Linked DNA regions of Anas platyrhynchos: region 2 is linked to region 1. Evidence: chromatin contacts called from public Hi-C data. All regions are on one chromosome and are shown on one strand. The core of a region is the stretch at or near the end of the contact, and the rest is flanking DNA. Distances in the headings are between cores, read along the strand shown.

Evidence for each region. Hi-C and Micro-C count contacts between places; a contact is called where the count stands out from the background.
Region 2: a Hi-C map of liver shows a contact between it and region 1, with 1.7 times the contacts expected there. The contact joins the promoter of MARCHF2 here to the enhancer-like site in region 1. A contact is called at or near these places in 2 of 8 Hi-C or Micro-C datasets (liver and subcutaneous adipose tissue).

What each region holds. Positions count from the first base shown.
Region 1 is chr29:3,989,407-3,994,383 of IASCAAS_PekinDuck_T2T, reverse strand. It overlaps MARCHF2 (membrane associated ring-CH-type finger 2), which reads left to right. Exons shown (of 5, transcript XM_027472651.3): 5 at 1-3,022. The coding sequence ends at 70. It overlaps LOC101804439 (butyrophilin subfamily 1 member A1), which reads right to left. Exons shown (of 7, transcript XM_027472649.3): 7 at 4,158-4,977. Among named protein-coding and RNA genes, the nearest start is that of GP1BA, 28 kb to the right of the region's middle. Within about 2 kb of position 2,648, at least 3 of the 8 cell types and tissues checked have an H3K27ac peak or open chromatin away from gene starts, as enhancers often do.
Region 2 is chr29:4,023,800-4,028,776 of IASCAAS_PekinDuck_T2T, reverse strand. It overlaps MARCHF2 (membrane associated ring-CH-type finger 2), which reads left to right and starts at 2,914. Exons shown (of 5, transcript XM_027472651.3): 1 at 2,914-3,060. RAB11B (RAB11B, member RAS oncogene family) reads left to right here. Exons shown (of 5, transcript XM_027472087.3): 5 at 119-1,929. The coding sequence ends at 264.

The DNA of each region.
Region 1 (4,977 bases), core at 1,399-3,898:
TCACCCCGTGCCCCACTCCCTGCTCTCCGCCAAGCTCCTGAAGAAGACCGCGGACGAAACCACCGTCTGAGCCGTGGCTGCGCCCGCGGCCAGGGTGAGGGCGGCCCCCCCGGGGCCAGCAGAAGCAGAAGGGGCCGGGTCTCCCCCACGCGTGCAGGGAGCGCAGCAGCCATGGAAGCACTGGGGAGCAGTCGTCCCACCCGAAGGGACTTGGCGGTCGGCATGTACTTCGTACGATGGCAAACACAGAGGATAAAGGTCTGTCGTGTGAAACGGCCCAAAAGAGCCAGATGGCGGAACACGCCTGTCTGCAGGGACACTTTGCTATAACTAAATACCGTACGTGGAAAATCTCTCACATATATATATATATCTATATATAATATTATTTTTTAATGGCCATGAATATTGTGTTTCAGTCCTTTTGTGTTGATGTTCTAAGCTTCAGTATAGAAGCTGGCAGCCTGATCTCATTCAGAGGTTAAATCTATGCCTTTTCTCTAAATGAGCGTATAAAGAACACTTTTCATTGACCGTTCTCGAAAGTCCCTTCTCCTTTGCACTAAATTGGTTTTGATAATATTGCAGCAGCCTTTCCCGTTACTCTTTGGTCTCTTTCGTGGTGTTTCTGTGCTTTCTAGAAAGTTATGTGTTTTTAATAATTATTATAATCCCAGAAGGAGTAAAATGACATAATACTGAATGGAGACATTTTGTATTGTAAAGTACTGTAATTTTGAGGATTTCAAAATAAGTTTCAAAAGCGGAAAATCTGTTCCTGTGCAGACGTGATCTCACAAAATGCTTTCCCTGCAGATCCTGGCTCATCCCCAGGACTCAGATGCGCTCAGCTCTTGGCTTGTCTGACAAAGGTAGATAGATGGAGGATCTGAGGGTGGGAAATGACGGCTCATCCTAGCTAAACCCACCGTTGCCTTTTGCTTTTAAAGGGTTCAGAAAGGCTCTTTCCCAACCCCAAAAGCTGAGAATAGGAGTCTCTGTTTTTGCTGACGTCCTTACACAATCTTGAGGCTGGACCTCTTGTAGTGTCAGTTATCCACATACCTTCCAGGGACAGGCCATGCTCTGCAGCTCTCGGCAGGACATCTCGGCTGTCTCTGTGCGCTTTATTTGCACATTCCTTGGCAGCAGAGGAGCTGCTGTCATTTGGTTCATCCCTGAACTCGCTGCCTGCCCATTATGTGTCCTCTGGCGAAACACCCCAAGTTCACTGGTTCCCAGAGGCGTGCAGGCTCCGGGTCCCTTTCCTTGCAGGGCTGGCTTTCCCCCTCCTCCTTCATCCTCCTGCATTTCCAGCATGCCCAGCTCCCAAACCCCTCTGCCCCAGAGTGGCCAATCTGCTGCAGGTCTCTAGCACATAGCAGAGTCTCTCCCTCTTCCTGAGCTTGGTGTTAGTCCGTGCCTCTCCAGCTCCTCGCTGCTGTGCCAGGCAATGTCTGTGTTTGGTGCTGTGCTCTCCCGAGCCCTGCTTGCAGAACAGACCGTAAGGATGCCAGCATTGGCACTGCTCTGCTGAGTGCAGCTGCTCAAGCATGAGACAGCTCCTGGTCCCGCAGCAGTGAGGGTAGAAAGCAGGGAGGAGGCAGGCTCCAAGGGTGTCTTTGCAGTGGGTGGTCACAGAGCGTGTCCCTCAGTTCCTTTCCTGATCCCAAGTGGATCAGTTGATGCCCTGCAAGACTGAGGCCTGTAATTTCTTGAATTGGCAGCACCACGTGCTGTTCCTGCTTCCTTCTAGCTGCAAAGCTGGATATTTTTCCTTGTGTGCCCCTGTTCCTTGGTTGTTTTTTTTTTGTTTTGTTTTGTTTGGTTTGGTTTGTTTTTTTTTCTGCCTGACCCTAGGCTGGAAGTCCCTGGTGGACACGAGCAGCAGTGGCCAGTATCCTCTCTCTCTGAATAGGATTGCTCCAACCCCAGGGCTGGCTCTGTGTCTGCTTTCCTCCTTTTATCTCCTGGCCCATGGTTATTCATGTGGCTCAGTGGTACCCCAGCACATCCTGCAGCAAAACCTGTGCAGCTGTGGGCAGGTCTCTGCTCTGAGCACGAGGGTCTCATTGGATCATGGGCTGAATGCTGTGGCACAGCCGGGCTGTGTGTCTCTGTTCCCCTCTCTCTGCTAGGCCCTGTCTGGCCTGTTCCCTTCTGCTGCTTACCCCGGGCACCTTCCCTGCCTTTCAGCTGTCACGAAGTGGGGGCTTGGCCCCTCGTGCTCCTGGAGGCTTGCAGTGAGGAGGCCTCTTCAGTCCAGCCTCAGCATCCTACAAGTGCTCACTTCAAATCAACTGTTCCTGCTGCCCCCAGCTCCTGCCTGCTGCTCCCCCTGCGTGGAGGTTTGTCTGTGCACCGAGGCCATGCAGTGGGCCCTCTGCCCCCAGCTCTGCTGGCTGCACTGCGGGAAGGGAGCTGCAGATCCAACGCGGGTGCTGCCTCCTTTCCCTTGGCAGTGGGCACCGCAGCACCACCCTGCCTTGTCCTAGGTACCCCTGCACTCAGCCTGTCCTAACAAAACCCGTGTCACCGAGACATTCCCGCTGCAACAAAAATCTGGGGATCTGGTTTAACCTTCCCAGCCCTGGCTGCCTCCCAGGAGCTTTGTCTTCCAACGCATCTAGTTCTGGCAGGTATGTAAGGATGTGCACTCCCACACCACGTTCCCATAGTAAGGACTTAAAGGAGCCAGTTGTTCCGGCTAGGAAACCCACTGTTGATCCAAATATGCAACTGTGAAAGCCAGAAGTCCCTGGCTGGGGCAGATGGGACCTGGCCCTGTGCTGCTGCACGGCCATGGCTTCACTCTGCTTCATTGTCTTTATTGTAGTTGCCAATAATTGGAGTTGTTGCATGTGCCCCTGCAAAACCCAATAGTGACTCTTTGAGTTCTTCTTCTCCTTCCCAGAGGAGATGTTCAGCTTGTGAATGTGGGAAATCAGTGTCTCTGACCCGCCACATTCCAGTGTCATGGGGAAACGGGCTGTGCAATTATGTAAATAAAAGTGAGACAAACTTTGGGCTGTTGTGTTGTTACTGGAGGAGACGGGAGGGCCCAGGCTATCTCTGTGATAACGAGCCATGTATGCTGCCTTCCCAGGGCAGCTTTCCTTAACTGCCTCCAGGAGAGCTGGCAGAAGGTTTTGTGTTGGAGCCGAAGCTGGACAAATCCCAGGGCTTTTGTTTTGTCTGTGCACAGAAACTTGCCTCGTGTGAGCCAAGTGAGGTGAGTTCTGGGACAAGAGGCTCCTTACAGCCTCACCAGGATGGGCATGGGGCTGCACAGGTTGGTCCTGGTGACCCTGCAATGCAGCCCCAGGGAGGCTCTGACTCTGCACTTTCTCTTTCCAAAAAAAACATCTATAACCCTAACCCTAAGTATGACCCAAAAAAACATGTCCCTTGCCAAGTTCTCCCATCAGAAAGTGCTCCGAACAGAAGCCTTTGGGTAGACCTGAACTCCCTTGGGGAGCCTTTTTGCAATCCCACATGCAACAGGACTCTGCGCCTTCTCTCTTTGAGAACGTGGGTGTATCACATCTCTTATCACCCGCAAGCCTCTGGGAAGGCTGAGAGGTACAATGGACTGTTAAAGACTATGTTACGAGCACTGGGTGCTGGGGTGTGGAAACACTGGGACATAAATCTACCAGAGGCCACTTGGCTAGCTAACAACAGAGGGGCTGACAGCCATAACCCTAACCCTGACACAAAAAAGTGTCAGGGTTAGGGTTAGCGCCAATGTGTACAAAAGCCTTCTGGTGACACCCAGTATCCTCAGGGATGCCCTAGAGGCCTCCCAGGGCACTATAGGACACCCTATGAGCCTCCTCTTGTAACCTGGAGGCAAAATAAGGACGTTTCCTGGGATCTAGAGCCCTCTGGAGGCCTCATAGGGCTCTCTAGTGCACTCTCGTTAACACTTGAGGCCTCCTGTGGTCCTCCCCTGCACTCTAGATCCTCTGCAGGTCTACCAGGGCCACCCAGTGCCCTCTAGCTCCTTCTGAATGCCTCCCAGTGACTCCCAGTGTCCTTTAGGATGTCCTAGAGGCCTTCAAGGGTACTCTAGGGTGCCCTACAAGCCTCCTCTTGAACCCTAGAGGCAAAATAATGTGAGAAAAAAATCTCAATAATTTTCTTCAGACAGGATCTTCTGTGAAGCTATTTTATTCATGATTGCAACGGCGGGAGTCCTGCAAGCAGGAGCACACAGTAAAATTTTATTATAACCTTATATTCCCTATTACCCAACACCTGGTTTCTCCTGTTTCCTCGTTGTCTGAGTACCACAGGTTCACAACCTACTCGACGCACTTCTATACCGTATGTGTACAATTTGATTTGACCAACTGTTAATTCCTCCTTTTCCTTTTTTTTCCTTCTTCTCTTGTGACTAGAGGGTCCGTGATTTTTGTATTTACTGACTTCATACTGCTCATCCTGTTTTCCTTAGCTAAACTCCTTATTTTGGGACAGTGGGACCATCCCCTTATATGCTTAACATACTCCCCACTGCTATGCCACACAATCATTTTTGAGTATGCATGGTTAGTGGAATTTTCCACTGCAAAAACACCTTCTACTGCAAAAAACACACCTTTGTTTCTCCCAAGACTTCTTCAAGCCCCACGTTGAGTGGTGCCAAAAAGGACTGTGGTGGGTTGACCTCAGACAACATCTAACCTGCTGGAAAAAAGGGATGTGTGGAGCCACCACATCCTGAGGTTGGTGGTTATTCTGGCACAGGACATTTCCAACAAGCTGCAAAACCAAGGCAAAGGTGCTGAGTGGTGGTCATGGAACTCCATGGAGTTCTGGTCTTGTAATCTTGCTGTTGTGTGCCAAAAGATGAGAGCCTGGCCTAAAATGTCATGTAGGTGGACAGCTGTGAATGAAGCTCAAGCTTTCTCATCATCTCTTTCCATTCATAGGAACACACAGTCTGTGCACCTTCAAAAAAACAAGCGCCAG
Region 2 (4,977 bases), core at 1,665-4,164, 34 kb before region 1:
AAAATTTTCTCCTTCCTGGGTTCAACCATCTTCTTTGACAGCTTGCTTTGAGACATGCACATGCTCTGTTGAAGAGAGAGTCTCTTCCTAGGCTCTAACAAGTCTGTTCTCATTTCAGAAATCTACCGCATTGTTTCGCAGAAGCAGATTGCAGATCGGTCTGCACACGATGAGTCTCCTGGCAACAACGTAGTCGATATCAGTGTCCCACCAACCACCGATGGACAGAAATCCAACAAACTCCAGTGCTGTCAGAACCTGTGACCTCCTGTAGATGACTCTTGTGCCCCTCACTTCGTCTGTGCTTCATTTAGAAACTTGTGTGCACTTCTTTATCTCCTGTGATTCAGTGACTCCCTCTCCCCTCCTTTTCCCCATCCCAAGCTCCTCCTTTCATCTTAGAGCTTTAATTGTAGGGCTAACATTCCCTTGCCTCTGAAATCCCCTTGAATGTGATGACTTTTGGGCTTGAAATGTTGGCACTGATCTGATAGACATGTTTGTGTTGGAACATCTGCTGCTGGATATTATCCCATGAAACACTCTCCTCAAATGGTTCTGGGTTTTCTTTCTGGGAGAGAAGCCATGGGGTCTTGACTATAACAGTTGAAGAAATAACTACATTTAGGTTACAAGGTTTTTTCCTCCCATAGTCAGATTTTTCTCTCACGTTTCTGTAAACATAGGGGAGAAATTAAAAGAAAATAGCTATCCTACCAAATGCTCTGTTTTCTGTCCTGATGAAGTCTCACAGTGAGGTTTTAGTGGCTGCACACACATAAGAAAGGTGTTGAAAATAACATTACTTAATATGTAATTACCCCTAATACAGTTAGTCTGGCTGTGTAGTTTACCGTTTCCTGCTTGGGAAATCTTTCTCTATCCTTGTTTTATTTGGGAACAATGAAGTATGTCTGCATTGCTTTTTCTGCCACCATGAATGCCTGTGCTGCTTATGCAGGCTTTATGAAGTGGTTTAATATTTATTCATGGCTTATGTTAATCAGTTAACATTATTGTACAGTAAGTGCCAGCATATTCCTTTGAAAAAAAATGTTTGCAACCTGTACAAGTAGGCTTATTTTGTACTGTAGATCAGTGTCTGAACGCAGGATCTTCTCTAGTTCCAGAATTTTTTTGCATGCTGCTTTTTCTCTAGATCTCCCCTACCCTGTTTTGAGTGAGTGAAGCAATATTTTCATGTCATGTATATACCTGCACTTGTAAGGGTTTGGTTGTTGTTAGAGAAACACAATACTTTATACATTTTGTAAAACTTCGGCAGAACCATAGCATCTTGAACTTTCTTTTCATGATCTTTCACTATTGACCTTGTGCATAATCTTCTTGACCTTTACTAAAATGCATAATATTAAGATTTCACTGAACTACTAACCTGTTGTTTCCCTCTTATTCTGTTTTACTGAATTGCAAACTGTAATTCTCAAATGATTGTACTTCACCTGATGTAACAGACCTGTCGTCAGCAGGGTTAACTACTATAATATTTTGTTTTGCTGAATGGGAAGAATGTTACCACAACTTCATGTAGTCAGTCTCTTGCTAGCTTGTGGAAACTCTCTATGATGATGGCTTTTCATCATTCACTAGCTCTTACACTTGCATCCCTCTGGTAACCACTGAATGTTATGGCGAGGCAATACTGGGTGAAATGATCTCAAGGAAGAGTTGGAGGCAATCTGCTGCTCTCTGAAGGCTAGTGAAGCAATTTGCAGTGAATTTTTGCTCTGTATTCTTCCAGATTTGGAGAACGTGCCTCACTTGATGAATCCTACCTGCATGTTAGCGAGCTGAAGTATTTTCTGATACAAAGCAAATATGAAACTGTAAATTGTGCTCGAAGGGGAAATCTGACATTCCAGTCTCAACTGTTCTGTCTGGTTATGTAATAAAATTAAGGGCGGTTAACTCTGATGGCTTTTCTTTTATAAGATTTCCAGACCAATGCCTTCAATTTTTTAGTATATGCACCTAGAGGGCTGTAGTTCAAAGCCAAGGTGGTGCCTACCCTTTCCCTTTTCAGCTTTGTTTAGGGGATACACTCCAGACAAAGGGCTGCATGCTTGCAGCCTAATCCCAGCGACTGATGGTCTGAATTCCTCCTTGGACACCACAGGAATCTGTCCTAAGGGTGTCCCAGTCCAGGAAGCACTTTGAGCACTTGGTATGTACTTGAATAACATCCTCTTGGGACGAAGTGCAGCAAGTGGGAGATGGAAACTTCTTTTTGGTGGCCCTATTTAGAAGGGTGAGCGTGGCGTCAGGGAGAGGGAGTGCTGAGATCCTGAAAATCTCTCCTTTAAGAGCCACGGGAGGAGCTGGGCTCCTTGATTGTTGAACTTCTGCTTGTTGAACTTCTAATAAATGAGTTGAGTGGTGTGAATAATCCTGCAGCGGAGAAGCCTTCTAGCCCAGGGTGCCGTGTCAATGTGTTTGCTTTCCAAATCCTGTTCTTGATGGGGAGTTGATTGAGGTGATCGACTGCCGTACGAGGTTGAGAAGCAGCTTGGCAGCTTCCCGGCCTCCTCAAAGAGATTTCCTTTGGTTTTTGACTCTGGGGGAGGCTCTGGTGTGAGGGCTGCTCTGTGCTCCCCCATGCCCGCTGCCAGCAGGAGGGGGCAGGGGCTGGGGTGGGCATTGGGGTGCCTGGGCCTGGGCCGAGCAGGGGGCGTGGCCCCGCCATGGCCCCGCCCCTTATGGGCGTGGCATCTCCCGGCCCCGCCCCCTACGGGCGTGGTTATGAATGGGGGCGCTGCCACTCGTAGGGGCGTGGCCTCACCCCCCGAGCCGCTCCCCTATTGGCCGCCTCCTGTTGCCAGCGTGGTCGCGTCGCGCCGCCGGCCCCCTGTCGGCGCTGCCCATTGGTGCGGGCGGGGGACCCGGCGTCGAGGCGGCGCGGCGATTGGCTGGCGGGCGGGGAGGAGGCCCCGCCCACTACCGCGAAGGGCGGGGCCCGGGTGGGCGGGGCCCGGCGGCCGCAGGAGCCGGCGATGGGGCGGCGCGCACCGCGCTGAGGGGCCGCGGGCGCCGGGACCGCAGGTACGGGGCGGGGGGGGCGGGGGCGGCTCCGGGCACGAAGCGGCCGCACCGGGACCGGGGCCGGGATCGGGGCTGGGCCCCGCAGCGGTGGGGGGGGGAGGCTCCGGGTGAGCCCGGCCCCGGGGGTCCCGCAGCCGCTGGGAGCCGTCGGGGACCGGCCCCGGGGTGGCGAACGGGGGGCGGGGGGGGCTCCAAACCGGCCCCCGCGGTTCCCTCCTCGCTCCGTGCCCGTCCCGCAGCGGCTCCGCTCCCACCTCCCGACCCCGCGGGGCCTGCGTGGCTCCGGGTTGGCCTCCCTGAAGTTTCGCCGTCTCCTCTCAGCCGTTTTTTTTAAATTTTTTGTTATTATTATTCTTATTTTTCTTATTTTTGACGTCTCAACCGGCGGCGGCGGAGGCCAAAAACTGCTGGATCACGGCACGCGTCCCAGGGGCGAGCCGGCCGGTGGCGGAGGAAGATGGCCGTGACATTGGAGGGGCCCTCCCGGCCTCCGAGCCCTCTGCTCCCCTCCGCTGGGCTCTGCCCGGGGCCGGGACCCCCACGGGAAACCCAAAAACCCCGCGGGGGTCTTTGGCCGAGGCTGCTTTGAGCAGGGCGACCTGTGGAAATGTCACGGCTCCGGGCTGGACGCTGCCCCTCAGGACGGCCCCGGCTGCCCCGCACCTTGTAGGAAGCCTTGTGGGGCTGAGACAGGTGGGGACCCATGGGCAGCGGTGTCGGGGCCAGCAGGAGCAGCTCTGGCCGCTCATCGGGCACGGTGGCGTTTGGAGCTGTGGCTGCTTCACCCCAAGAATCATAGAATCATAGAATCATAGAATATCCTGAGTTGGAAGGGACCCTTAAGGATCATCAAGTCCAACTGGATGAAGAACCGGCTGTCCTGCTCCAGCACGTGCGAGAGAGATCCCCCAGTTAGGAACCCACTTCTCCTCCCGCCCCATATCCCTCACGTATCCCTCCCTTGTGCTCACGGGGCTGTTTGTTCCCCCCCTCTCGGCCCTGTTTTCTTCAGGGCTCTGATTCTGCTCCTCTCTTCTCCCACGAAGTGTTTCTGTGCGCCTTTCCCTTCGGATCTGTTTTCCAGCACTTTCCCCATCTTCCAGACCCTTTCCAGACTCTTGCCAGGAGTCCTGGTGATGCCGCTGTGCTGGGTCAGCTCCGGTGGCCGTGGCCGGTCCCCTTCACCCTGCTCCCAGGGACGTGCGACCCTGCGTGGCTGTCAGGCTTGCACACGCATGGAGTAATCCTTCCAACAGCTGGATGTGAGCCTCGTCTTTCCAAAGCTTAAGTGTCTGAATACAGTTCTTGTATCTCCAAAGGATTACGGAGACAGCTGCAGGGCAGAGTGCAGGACTAGCAAAGCCCTGCTTTTCCAGGTGCACTTGAAGCACTGATGGTAAGGAGCCCTTCAGAAACAGGAGTGGAGGGAGAGGAGCTGGGACTGGAAAATCCCTTTGTCACATGCACCGCAGCAGTGAATTTAATAACCCAAATTGAGGGTGCCAGGTCCAGCTTCCCGCAGGCGTGGGCTGGAGCATTGAGGCCAGCAACTGTGGGCCAGGCAGCACGGGAAGCCTGTGTGTGCTTCACGTGTGTGCCGTGGATGTTGAGTACCAGCTGTGAAATCTGGGTTATCTGCGGGGCTCGCTGATCAACACCACTGGCGTTGTTGAAAAAATAAGTGGAAACAGGAAAAAAAAAGCAATAGAACCGATGGTTTCTTGTTTCTGTTATGCTTGGCTGTGTTCGTTGGTTTTATTTTGCTGTGGAATTGCACTGAGGCTGCAGACTGAGGTCACCCCGTGCTGGACACCAAGGAGGCCGAGCAGAGGAGCAGAGTCATGAATGTACCGATCGTAAACAGCTTCTGACAGAGCCCTTGCCTTAAGAGATGCTGGGAGAGGGGTTTTCTTATTC